Linked DNA regions of Zea mays: region 2 is linked to region 1. A link is a contact called in public Hi-C data. All regions are on one chromosome and are shown on one strand. Each heading gives the region's core, a stretch centred on a gene start, on an enhancer-like site or on the middle of the called end of the contact. The rest is flanking DNA. Distances are from core to core; before and after follow the strand shown. Region 1 holds the start of LOC100283161. Region 2 holds the start of LOC103627244.

Region 1 (6,584 bases), core at 1,259-3,758:
GTTGCACACTCCGGTGGCCTCTGGTACACACATTCTTGTAGCTTCAAATCAACTGGTGTACTATTTGCTTTAGGAGATTTTTTTCAGACAGATTGGAATAAATCTTGATTGACAAGCAGTGTGTGATGTGCAAAGCAACAACCACAAATGCCTATTGTGCAAAAGTTAGCGGTCCTTTCTACCAGCTAAAAAAGCAAAGAATATGCTTATTTTAAGTGTTTATAGAGCTAATAAGATCAGGAACCGTGAGAGGTTTCTTTTTGAAAGAGCAGGCCTGAGGCCCCCTAATCACAACTAGAGGGCTGCTTTCTTTGTCTCCAAATTATATGCTACTACTATCTAGGAACTTTGGCATAGGTCACTCAAGAAGAATGAGCACGGACCACAGTCCATGAAGGCAAAGAAACGCCGCCGTATCAGGCCTGTGAGGAGCACCGAGCACGGGCGTACTTGAAAGGTACTTACTTGCACGTCATGAAAGAATTATTACAGAGGCGTCGAAATGCTATGCCTGAAAGGATTTTGAGAGGCATGCAAGCTTTGCTACGCATCAGCCATCCCGCCGCCGTATGCTGAGCTGAGCTGAGCTGCGTCGCTCTCGCCTTTTCTTTCCTCGCCATGGTACGTACAGCAGAAGGTTTTGGAAGTTCCTGCGCTATCGTCTGCGAAGGCTGTACCGTGCATTGAGCCCATTAGATGAACTAGGCCCCGAATATTTGACATGTCTACAGCCCATGGGCCCATGGAAAGCACTGTGCCCAGAAACGGAAGAGATCTCTGCGTGTCCATTGTGTAGGTGGTTGTACTCTGATATCACGTACGTGCTGCATTCTAATCACCGTGTCTTCTGCCTTGTGTAGGCAATAATGCAAAAAGACGCTGCAAGCAGTTTGCGGCGGTGGCAAGGGATATCCAGCGGAAAGGCGCGCCGACGCGGCGGTAGGCGGTGGCTAGCAAGCTCCTGTTCGGCGGCGGGCATGTGTCCAGCCTGCTACGCCACGAAAGCATCATTACCCACATGTAATAAGACGTTGGCAACGATCATACATACTGCAGAAACCGGCATCAAAACATAATACCGTGCGAAGAGACCGATAGTTAAGGTATCAGTGCCACACGAGAAATCTCGTTTGTATGTTTCATATAGCTACAATGCAGTCCCTCGAATGACGTCAAACGATAAAGAATCAGATGTAGACAAAGCAGCGCTGGTCGAGTTGATGAAGCGAGCAGTCACGAGTACGCTCCTCAAAAACTTGTTCGTCTGCATACACGTGCAAGTGTACCTCTGTGAATGGTGATTTCAGAGGCCTGCTCTCCCACTATCGTTGTGCTCGTAGAAGGTGAGACGGAGATATGCTATTTGCAATGTGTCTGAGAGGTTGTGTGTCTAACCGGAAGAGCGTACTCCTCCTAGATTCTTATATGCAGTCAGAAGGAGGGGAGAAGGACAACAGACGGTAACGGTCACGCCATTAGAACTAAAAATCGTAGTAGCCATAAGACAGAAAACGAACGGTCATCACTACAGACAAAACGCACGACCGTTTGAATATTCGGACTAAGGTCCGATCTACTACGAGCTACGGGCCCAGTCCGGCCGGCGGCAGCGGCGGCCGACGGTAGCATTGACTATTATTAAATATTAATGGTGTCTATATCACATTAATCCAACATTCTTTGGGAGAAATTTTCATTTTCACGCATGATTATTACCTCCAGAAATGAAGTCATCATCGAAACCCTCTCTCCAATGTTCACGAACAAGTCTTGTCCGGCCCGCCCAATGCTTCTCTCCTGGCACGAAAAGACCACATGAATTGTATCGCTCATTTCCGGTTCTTCTTTTGTGAGGGCATGTTTGGAAACAAGAGTATTGGAGGGATTGAGGGGGCTATAATCCCTTGCTATTCAAAATTAAATAACAAGGGATTATAGCCCCCTCAATCCCCTCCTATACCCTTTGTTCCAAACAAGCCCTGAGGATATCTCGTGCATTTCCTGGAAGCCGAGCTAAAATCCACACGGGCGAAGACTGGTGACCTGACGTCCTCCTGACCCAAGGAATTGTCTCCAGTCAAAGATGCCAAGCCGACAGGCCCGACACTCAACAACAAAATCTGCACATCAGCGCACGCGCCGTGGATAAACTATGCAGTCGCAAGGATTCCATGAATTATGGAACGAACCTAACACTTATTACGCACGCGTAGGACAGTGCGTCGCAAATGGTAGTTTACCCTCTGCCATAAAAGCTAGTGTTCATGTCGATTGCACTTTCTTAATTTTAACTTAATTTATAGAAAACACTAATGGAATTTGTATTTCAAATAATAAAATAATTTTAACAATCTATTAACGATAGTAATTACATATTATATATATTGACTTCTTATATATAAATGATCATAGTTTAAAAAACCAACTAGCTTCTTGAGAAACTATAACAACACGTGTTTTGTTTTGGGACCGAGGGATATTTATAGATAGTACTCCACAGCGCAGAGATGAATGAGACCAGTCGCCCTCTGCCCCAGGCAAAGCTGCAGCTGCAGCTGCCACAGCGGTGACCACGCACGCTGCACCGCACCGCACCGACGGGTGAGACCTGCTGTGTCCACCAACCGTGAGCCCAGCAGGCGACCGACGACGCTAGCTTAGACTAGGAACCAACAATGGCCACGCGCCACCTGCTCCTCCTCCTGCTCGCCGCGCTGCTCCCGGCGGCGGCCACGGCGGACCCGGACGCGGTGCAGGACTACTGCGTGCCGGACACGGGCGGCGGGCGCGGGCGCGGGCGGGCCGTGGATCTAGCGCTGCTCCCGTCCTACCCGTGCAGGAGCCCCGCCAACCTGACGGCGGCGGACTTCGCCTTCGCGGGCGTGCGCGCCGCGGGCAACTTCTCCGCGGACACGGGGTTCGCGGGGGTGTCGGTGACCCCCGCGCAGTTCCCGGCGCTGCACACCCTCGGCGTGTCCTTCGCGCGCGCCGACCTGTCCGCGGCGGGCGGGGTCAACCCGCCGCACTACCACCCGCGCGCCACCGAGACGGCGCTGGTCCTGGCCGGCCGCGTCTACGCGGGATTCGTCGACTCGGGCGGCCGCGTCTTCGCCAAGGTGCTCGAGAAAGGGGAGGTCATGGTGTTCCCGCGCGCCATGGTGCACTTCCAGATGAACGTCGGCGACGAGCCGGCCACGGTGTACGGCACCTTCAACAGCGAGAACCCCGGCATCGTGCGCATCCCGGCGACCGTGTTCGGGTCCGGGATCAAGGACGCCGTCCTCGAGAGGGCGTTCGGCCTCGAGCCGGAGGAGCTCCGCCGGCTCCAGAAGAGGTTCGGGCCTCCTCCCAAGACCAAGACGGCGGAGATGGACGATTGATCGGAAGATCAGGCACTCGCGATCAAGGGGGACATGATTAATTGATTAGTTATATTAAGAGCAGCAGACTTTGTGATCTCTGGAATATATCTCCTTCCATTTGTTAATGTCTGTATGAATTATTTGGCGGTGGACGGTGGTTATCATGGACCGATAATGCCGGTACGTACAGATGGGATGGGCATGTGGGGTTAGGTGTCACATTCAAGTGTCTACGAGATGTTTATGGGTTTATATATATTGTTAATAAAGCAGGCCGACTTTATTTGCTCTGGATGATCATTTTGTTTACGCATGGGAAGTGATCCATCACGCGTATTAGCGTATGTTTGGTTCGGTGTCAACGTGGGATGGGACAGGACCAACCCTGGGTTGACCCCGTCCCTTATTTTTTGAGGGATGATCTCATCTACAATTTTTGAAGAATATTTCTTAACCCTAACTCTGGGTCTCCAAACCAAACATGAGTCAAATTAGAATGATCTCACCCCATCCCTCTTCGTCCTTCCTCGTCCATCCATCCAAACACTACATTAGTGCCCACGCAGCTGTGGTTTTAGGAGAAACGAATAAGTTGGGAGCGCATATTAGAAACGGTTGGATATGATTTTTTTCTGTTATTCTAAAAAAAGTATTGAGGATTGGATATGCTCTTACAAATTAATTGTACTCTGAATTAGTAGTGGGTCTAAAGATTTTTTTTAGCCTCATCCTCAATTCCTCTCCTGGCCCATGACTTTGCACTTCGTGGCCTAGTCCGGGTCCATATAACTTCCTACAAGTGGCCTTTTAAAAATGAAATGAAATGAAGACACTAAAAATTAGTCTTTAGAAACTAAACATCCCGTTAATATTTCTTTATCTATATATCATATATTATATAGGAATAGGAGTAACGATCGCAAAGACATGTCCGTAGCATTCTCTCACTGCACTACAAAGAGTCAAAAAGACTCGCGCGCACAGGAAAAAGCAGGGGGGGAGGAAGAGGGAGAGGGAGATCGACTCGACGACGACGACGGGAGATGACAATCGTCACTCGTCGCCCAGCAGCAGTGACTTGACGATGACGTCGGCCATCCCGTCGGCCATGGGGAAGAGGTGGCCGGCCGTGGGCAGCTCGTGGTAGCGCACCCACGGCAGGCTCTTGCTGATGTGCCTAGACAGCCCCACGGGCACGATGAGGTCCTCGGCGCCGTGCCACAGGTGCACCTTGCCGTCGCCGTCGGGGAACGGGTCCTCCAGCTCCAGCGGGCTCCAGCTCCACTTGCCGAAGCCGACCATCATGTCGCGGTGCAGGCTCTCGTGCTCCCCCTGCTGCCGCGCCTGGTACTGCATGCAAGAAGGAAGAAGCCACAAAAAGGTGAGCGCCCGTCGTCGTCCCTTCGTTCGCGCGCGCCACATATGCTCGTCGTGCCAACAATGTAAAAACGAAACGCATGGGGCCGGGGCTTACGGCGTGGGTCCTGTAGGCGAAGCTGGGGATGAGTTCCATGTCCGCCGGGGACATGATGGCCGGGTTGAAGGCGATGACGCTGGAGGCCGGGAACAGCTTCTGGGTGTTCCACCAGTAGGTGAGCCAGGGAGCGTGGTGCGCCACGCCCACGGCCCACTTGTCCTGCGCCACCTGCACGTTCCAGGCCTCCAGGGACACGTTCGCGGGGAGCCCGGACCACCAGAAGTTGCCCACGGGGCCCAGGATGGCTACGCCGGAAAGCCTGTGCGGGATGTACTTGAGGCAGCTCCACATGATCTCCCCGCCCATGGAGAAGCCGGCGAGGTAGAACCTGTCGCCGAGCTCCATGGCGTCGGCGAGCTGCTCGATGTCCAGGGCGACGCTCTTGTCGGTCCTAGCCGGGTGCGGGTCGCTCTCCCCGTACCCGGGCCGGTCGAAGGAGAGCAGGTAGACGCCCAGCTCCCGGGCCAGCTCGGGCGACACCCGGAGCACGTCGTACCTGCACGAGTCGAACCCGTGCATGAAGACGATCCTGTACCTGGCCTGCTCCCTGGGGACGCCCGACTCGTGGTACGCGAGGTGCCTGCCGTCCTTGAGCCTGATCCTCGGCGACGTCACCGGGGGGCCGCCGGGCGTTCCGGGGACCCTGGGAGCCGGGGCCTGCAGCTGCCGGTACAGCAGCGCCACCAGGAAGACGAGCGCCAGGCGCGGGAGCCTCTTCATGATGCCTGTGTGTGTGTGTGGCCGCAACAAGTTGCGCCGCGTCGTGTTATTACGCTTTGGAACCATCGCTGACATGACATGACATGCACGCCGCATGCAACTTGTTCTTTTTTTCATTTTCGTTCGGGAGGAAACACGATTAGTAAATCCGACAGTATTTGGCAGAAGTCAAATCTGGTGTGCATTTTGTGGAGTATTCGATTGCTACGTACTCCGTATTATGGTGCGCACATAATTCTCTGCTGGAGCAAGCAACTGGAGTATAGCTAGCTATCGGAATGCCTTAGCAACAACTGGAGTCAACGCAGAGTGTCGCCGTCTCTCGCCGACGTCTCTTGGCGGGCCGAACCAGTGCGGCTGAAAGCAACAGGCCGGTTGCTCAGATTACAAGGCGGAGAGACGAACCGTGAACGCCGGAACGAAATGAAAGTGTCCCTTTCGCGACCTCAAAATCAGATCGGAGGCTCATTGGTCGATCGTGCACAAGTCCAAATCTATATGACGACACGCGAATGGGCAAATATGGCGCAATGCCTGATCTACGTTTTGCCGTACTTGGAGTAAAAGGACACACGCAGCAGCGTAGGACACTGGACACGACCCATGAATATGACTCGTACATGTAAGACATGAGCGCATAAAAACAAAAGATCGGCACTCTAAATAAGTCACATGAGTGACGCTTGTAACGCAAACTTTTCATGACTTGTGCTGGTCAGAACGACAACGCTAACTTTTCAGTAGGTTCCAAGGTTGGCGTAAGGAGGAAATAAGGGCGTGTTTCGATTCATCTCGTGAACAGTTTGTTTAAGGCTTGGAGCAAATAATAAATTTGGGGGGACTGAGTGGGGGCTAAAATCCTTTACCACTCCATAAGGGCTTGTTCGGTTAGCTCTCAATCCATGTGGATTGAGCGGGATTGGATGTGTTTGAATTCCAAACAAGTCAAACTTCTTCACAATTTTTTCCAATCTCATCCAATCCATGTGTATTGAAAATAACCGAACAAGCCCTAATTAGTTTTG
Region 2 (6,584 bases), core at 1,201-3,700, 960 kb before region 1:
ACTCACAGTTGGTCTATGATTGGTTCATGTGTTATGACCTAGTTTTGGACAATGGTGACTATCGGCAAAGATGTGCTATTTCCACCTAAATTGGCTTTATTGGTTTTAAATGATATAGGGGCCAATTTGGCTTTAATATCCATGCATATAAACCCTAATTGTCATAAAAATTGTATGGCGTGCAAAATTTAGATTGCTTAGAGGTTGGTTCATCAACATAATTGGTAGTCTTACCATATAATCTATCAAAATGTTACATTATTGTATTAAACAGTACTCATAATATTATTATCATTAATTGTTAATTTTATGCCCTTAGCATAGCTAGCATGGACATGGTAGGGATCATCACCATATTTTCCTTATCATTTACCTTCAGTGTAGAAAATGTGGAAGCAATAGAGTCACCGAAATTAGGCTCATGGAATTGAGTGACCTTGTCCCACTGATCATTAGTGCAACTTTCACGGAAAGCTCCTAGACCAACATCATGTTTGGCCTAAATCTTCTAATGAAGCTCATTAGGAAGCTCTTCGATTGCCATAAGATGAATGATGTTTGGGATTCAAGTGCTCATTGTGATCTTGCTTTCTGTTGGTCTTTCCATCATCCAACAAGTTGTTGGTGGATTAGATATTCTTCTTCTCCACTAAGTCGCCAAAAAGTGTGTTGAAGTCGAGATGAATCCCAAATCATACGCTAGCAAAGGCTAGCACATCCAAGGTTGCAAACAATCTTGATCGCAATAAGAACATAGTGGATCGATGTAACCGATCAGGGGGCGGTTAGGCCATTGTTGAGCCTATTTTTTGTCTATTAGACTCCCATATACCTCTAGGGAAGATGTATCACGAGGAGTATGTAGAGGTTGTCCTAAGATCGACAAGGATATCTAGAACACCATCAAATCTCATCAAGAGATGTGACAAACAACATGTTAGAGTTAAAGTATGATAAAATATGTAGGTGTTGTGTATTTTGATGATTATAAGTTGGGATCCTAATCAGCCATGTTCCTCATATACATGTCCCTGTAAAAAATAAGTCTAAAACATGTTATCTAAGTTTCCCGCATCAACGATAGATCTAAAACCAATTCAAAAAACAAATTGGTTCGAACCAAATTGGTTCAAACTCAATAGAAAACCCGACTAATCCGGTTTGAAATTTGACTAAGCCGGGTTTCACGAGCTCGAGTGATCGGGACCAAACAAACGAGCCAACTTAGCAGGTTCCGAGTGGTGGAACGGGCTTAGTGGGTTTGCATGCCAGCCTAGCGTTTTTCTCCATTCTTTGATTGTCTATGTTGTTGCGCCAAATGTTCTCCAACAATTCTTTGATACTAGGAATTTGTTGGTGTTGTTTAATTCCTACATTGGAAAATTTTTTTATGTGGCAACAACTATCTTCTTATATTTGTATAAAACCTATGTAATCAGACTCTTTGTTTGAGGGAGAGTTGGAAAAAAATAAAAAGAAAAATCTAAGGAAAAATAATTCTGCTGAAGTTTTTTTTTGCGCCAGTAGTGCAGCCAAAATAATTGGGGAGAGCGGAGTTAACTTTACTCGACACACTAGAATAACAGAACTCCTTTATTATTATTTGTATACAAAGTTTTCTAAAGGTACAAACTTTGAAGTCGTGTCGTGTCACACCTGTCAACTCGATCGACCACGTACTGGACGCACACCATGGTATTGGTACTCATGTGTTTCCGTAAATGTACAGTACCATATATAGTATTCACTTGATGAGGTTAGTGATGGCGATGCAGATATCAGCGATCCGCACGTTGTAGGAGCTGTGCTGCGCCAGCGGCGACGGGACGGCGGCGGCCACGGCGAGGGCGTCGTCGCACTGGCGCGCGAGGGACACCGCCTCCGCGACCTTGGCCTTCCCGGCGGCGTAGCGGCGGTTGTTGATCTCGTCGTCCGCCTCGGCGAACGCGAACCCGACGGAGCCGTACAGCCTCCCGCACTTCTCCAGCGCCGCGCGCGTCGGGCCGTCGGGCCTCTTGTTGGCGAGCAGGGCCTTGATGTCGTACACGGCGTTGTCGGCGTTGTTGACGCCCGTCAGCGCGGCCACCTTGGCGAGGCCCCAGGTGTCGGCGTCGGGGCTCTCGCGGTGCATGCCCAGCTCGGCGACGCAGAACGCGTAGTCCACGCGCGCGTCGCTGTCCGCCGCCGCCCTGCACGTCGTCACCACCGTCGCGGTGGCGCCGCCCGCCAGGCAGCCAAGCGCGAGGGCGAAGGCGAGGAGGAGGTGGACGGCCTGCGGCAGCGGCGCCATCGCCTTCGTCGTCGATGGAGGGGATTCTTGGTGCCCTCTTTGTGTCGGGAAAAGAGTGATGATCAGGATCAGCTCGATGGGTGGTGGTTTTGCTTTAGCTGTGATGGGACAACCGGACAAGACTGAAGTGTGGGCAGTCACGTTTGATGACGCCTCTGCCCCTTATATAGCCGTGGATCCCAACTCGTGGGCCCTATCGTACCGTTTTAGCCTGTCGATAGAATGGGCTGTTTGGATCTTTTCTTTCCATACATACAGCCCATAAATCCATCAATGACTCGCTTTATAGCAAACCAAGTAGCCGAAGGCTTCCAAATCCAATTGAGCATGCCCACACTTCTCTGCCAGTTTGGATTTTCTTTCTGTTTTTTCGGGGCCGCAGATGTGAACATGTGTTCGAGAAGTCAAATAAATCTTAAATTTAACTTCATAGAAAATAGTATAAATATTCGTAGTACTTTTCATAGAGGGACACTTATCTCTGTAGCAAATAAGATCGTAATGCATAATGACCATTGGCTCCTCACAGAGAACAAAGAAAGAAGGAAAATTACCATTGTTCTGTTTTTTTGAAAAAACGTGGAACATCAATATATAACTAATGTTTATTGACATATAATTAGTGTTTATTAATATTTATTTAGTGTCTATTAAATGTTTTAACATATAATTAGTATCCATTAATTGATTTAACATATAATTAGTGTCTCTCAACATGTAACACGTATGTTGCTTGTGTATTGCCACGGGTTACTTGTGTATTGCAATGGGTTCTATATATCGTATGAGTAGTCGTTTGAATAAGACACAATATATATATATATATATTCTATTGATTAGGTGAGTGTGAATGTGGAGCTAACAACCAAGATTCAAATACTCGTTTTACATAATTTTAATTTATGTAGCTGGTGATTTATATAGTAGATATTAGTGTCTATTAGTTTAGTTTAACATGTATTTAGTTTCTATTAATGTATTAATTAGTTCCAATTAACATATAAATATAATTAATGTCTCTTAATATGTAATTAGTGTCTTTTAACATATATTTAGTATATACTAACATGTAATTATTGTCTATTAATTGATTTTAAAATGTAACTAATGTCTACCAATTGATTTTAACATATAACTAGTGTCTATTAACAGATAATGTGTGTTAAATAATTTTTACATGTAATTAATGTGTGTTAAATAATTTTTACATGTAATTGATGTCTATTAAATAATTTTATTACATAATTAGTGTTTATTAAATATTTTACTTAATAGATTTTAATCATTGAGTATTCATGCAAGCAAAGAGAGACACCAATCAGGCCCTAGTGTGCGCAGGCGCGCCCGCAGCGGCATCCCCTCCAATTCTGGTGGCCTGACGCGTGAGTAACTGCTGGCAGTAGCGGCCTTTACACAGGGCTGTCAACAAAAACAGTCTCCACATTGTTTGTTTATGGAACTTTGCGGAAAAATAAGCAGGGCTTGATGAATAATACAGGTCGCACTTGGCAGTAGTAATAGCAGAACGACGAGGCTTTCCAAAGAGATGAACAGTAACAGCGCGCAGAAATAAAACGCTTTTATTCCACCATAACAATTCACAAGTTCGTCCGCGTTTTGTCTGGCTCTGGCTGGCGTGGCGTGTAACCAACGGATCACAAGACAACACGCCCGCGGATCACGACGACGCAGCCAGCGCATCAGCTGGCCCTGACCGGTAGTACCCATCGCTCAGCCGATGAGGTCGGTGATGGCCGTGCAGACGACCGCAATCTTCGAGGACTCCTCGCCCCACCGCGCGACCTGCGGCGGCGGGCGCACGGCGGCCCGCGCGAAGGCGTCGTCGCACCGGCGGGCCAGGGCAGCCGCCTCCGCGGCCTTGCCCTTGCCCGCCGCGTAGTCGCGCCGGTTGATCCCGTCGTACGCCTCCGCGAACGCCATCTCCGCCGCGTCGTACAGCCTCTGGCACTGCTCCAGCGCCGCCCGCGCCTGGGCGTCGGGCGGCGGCTTGGCCAGCAGGGCCTTGATGTCGTAGACGGCGTCCCCGGCGGTGGCGACGCCCACGTCGGCGGCCACCTTGGCCAGGCCCCAGGTGTCCGCGTCGGGGCTGTCGTGGTGGTGGCTCAGCCTCGACACGCAGAAGCCGTAGTCCACGCGCCGGTCGCGGGCCGCCGCCGCCGCGCACGTCGTCTCCGGGGTGGCGCCGACGCTCAGCAAGAGCGTCGCGACGAGGGCCGCGGCGGCCAGAGCGCCAGCCGTGGAAGGTCTCATTGGTCTCGTACCTCTGCTAGTGCTAGATAATCGGCGCTGTTCCGGCGATACAGCTCGGTGGCTGGTGGCTGGTGGCTGGCGGTGCTGTCTTGAGCCGAGTGCCTGGTGGTGTGGACTGTGGAGTGACCGAGTGAGGATGAATCCCTACGATGCCAGCAGAGTTATCTAGATCTCCCGTGGGGCCGTCCTGTTCGTTTGGGCCTACTAAAAAAAAGCGCGGCCGATGCTTATCCGTGCCTCTGGCCCATTAAGGTTCGGTTGGGCCATAATTTTCTTTAAGCTGAAGGACGATCCAGCCCAGGTGCAGGGGCGAACCCCTCTTCTTTCCGGTTGCCTTGCCCGACGCTTGGATGAGGAGACCAAGCAACTGCGGGTCTGCAATCGAAGCGAAAGCACCGAAACAATCGACCAATCCTGCTCTCGCATCTGAATCCAACGCAGGCGAAGCGTCGCGAGTCCAGGTAAGTAGCCGCAACTAGGATCAACGCATCTGCATTCTCGTCCGAATACCGCAGTAGATTCATGCACGCACACCGTCTTGATCCGAGAACCATGGGATTGAGGCGCAAGAGGGGGGAGATTCATCAGATCAATCTGTGGAGAAGTACTTCAGTGCTGCTCGCCCGTGGCCCTGGGAAACCATTTACCTATCGCGGGCGTAAGGAAGGTCCAATATCTAGTGAGAATTATGCTAAGCCACTTGAGCAGAACAGAGAATTTGGTATCGTGGATCAGTGTGTCAGAAGCAGCAGTGTGGCTGGTACGGTGGGAACGAACTTGATATCGTGCATTTGGATGGAAGTGAACTTGATATCGTGCATCCTTTTTCAAAGCTCAATGAAACAACCGGTTACAAGGTACGCAAAGAAGTTTGCATCTTCTTCTTCTTCTTCTTCTTCTTCTTTTTTGGTTTGGTTTGAAAGAAAAAGTTGTCGTTTTTGTTTACTCCATCACTTCAACCTCTGACCCTTGACGGTTTCTGTTTTCAGCCACATAATCCTTCTGGGCTATCTTCTGCTGCCGCGCGCAGCAAAAGTCGCCTGACGCTGGCACACCCTGCATTAGTTTGCATTGGTGAATTCTGGTCGATTGTGACTACTGGTGACTGGTGACGGGCAACAGCTCGTTCTGACTCTCTGCCCTGCCATATGCTCATCAGCTCATGGCGCAGCAAAGCACGTGTTTTAGTTTAATTTTGTCATACATTACATACATTCGACTGGGATCATCTCATACGGACGCATCATCATCAATGGCCGGTGACATCAGAGGTTTGGTAGACGTTGCATCCATTTCTTCCTGCCCCGGCCGGCCGTCGAGGGTTTTGGTTTCTCGTGCCGGCTTCCGCTTCAGCCCATTAGTACGTCCCATTATTCATGCCGACGCTGAAGGGCGTGCCATCCCGTTGGCCCTCCTTCCGTACGTGGGCTTCGCTATTTTTACAACCAGAAGCAAGCACCGGAGCGTTGTCTGGCACTGGGAGAGAAAGTGAAGCTGCCTGCTAGCTAGATGTGGGAACGTTCGGTTCTTGAAAGGTCACTCTTCAAGCGCAGTTAGGGCGTGTTTGCGACCCTGTATCTATCTGGTCGGCTCGGCTCGTTCAACTGGTCTAGCTACTGTAACTTAATTTGTTTGCACACTGATACCGTATGAGACTACTCTGATTCAGATGAACCGAATGACACCATTGAGCCAGGGTTTTCTTTAGTTATTAGAATATCAAGGCTCGTAATATACAATCTATATCTATATACATATATGAATTGGCCATGATTTAATGTATCGTCCGGCGGTGGTGGTGGCAAAGTTGACCAAGGGGCCGGGGGGTGCAGCGGCAATTAAGGTGGGCGATGCTCGCAATATTCAGATGGAAGCGTGCTGGTTCATGGAGGGTGGCGTCCCGGAATTTAATTCGCCTCTTCATTGCGTCGCGTCATACAATGCGTACCAGTTCCTTCCTGCGTTTGCTACTCTCCTCTCACGTTGAGAGTAGAGACAGAGTCACGGTCTCACCTGCTCCGCT

Evidence for each region. A called contact is a pair of places that touch in the nucleus more often than the background predicts.
Region 2: a contact with region 1 is called in a Hi-C map of tassel, with 3 times the contacts expected there. The contact joins the promoter of LOC103627244 here to the promoter of LOC100283161 in region 1. A contact is called at or near these places in 2 of 25 Hi-C or Micro-C datasets (ear and tassel).

Annotation. Positions count from the first base shown.
Region 1 is chr5:172,195,723-172,202,306 of Zm-B73-REFERENCE-NAM-5.0, reverse strand. It overlaps LOC100283161, which reads left to right and starts at 2,508. Exons shown (of 1, transcript NM_001156063.2): 1 at 2,508-3,654. The coding sequence starts at 2,676. The coding sequence ends at 3,380. LOC100284064 reads right to left here. Exons shown (of 3, transcript NM_001398972.1): 2 at 4,837-5,564; 3 at 4,205-4,712. The coding sequence ends at 4,416.
Region 2 is chr5:173,150,745-173,157,328 of Zm-B73-REFERENCE-NAM-5.0, reverse strand. LOC103627244 reads right to left here and starts at 2,450. Exons shown (of 1, transcript XM_008647534.4): 1 at 1,576-2,450. The coding sequence starts at 2,290. The coding sequence ends at 1,745. LOC100286335 (pectinesterase inhibitor domain containing protein) reads right to left here and starts at 4,739. Exons shown (of 1, transcript NM_001159222.1): 1 at 3,852-4,739. The coding sequence starts at 4,561. The coding sequence ends at 4,022. LOC111188136 (a long non-coding RNA gene) reads left to right here and starts at 4,945. Exons shown (of 2, transcript NR_149752.1): 1 at 4,945-5,418; 2 at 5,551-6,328.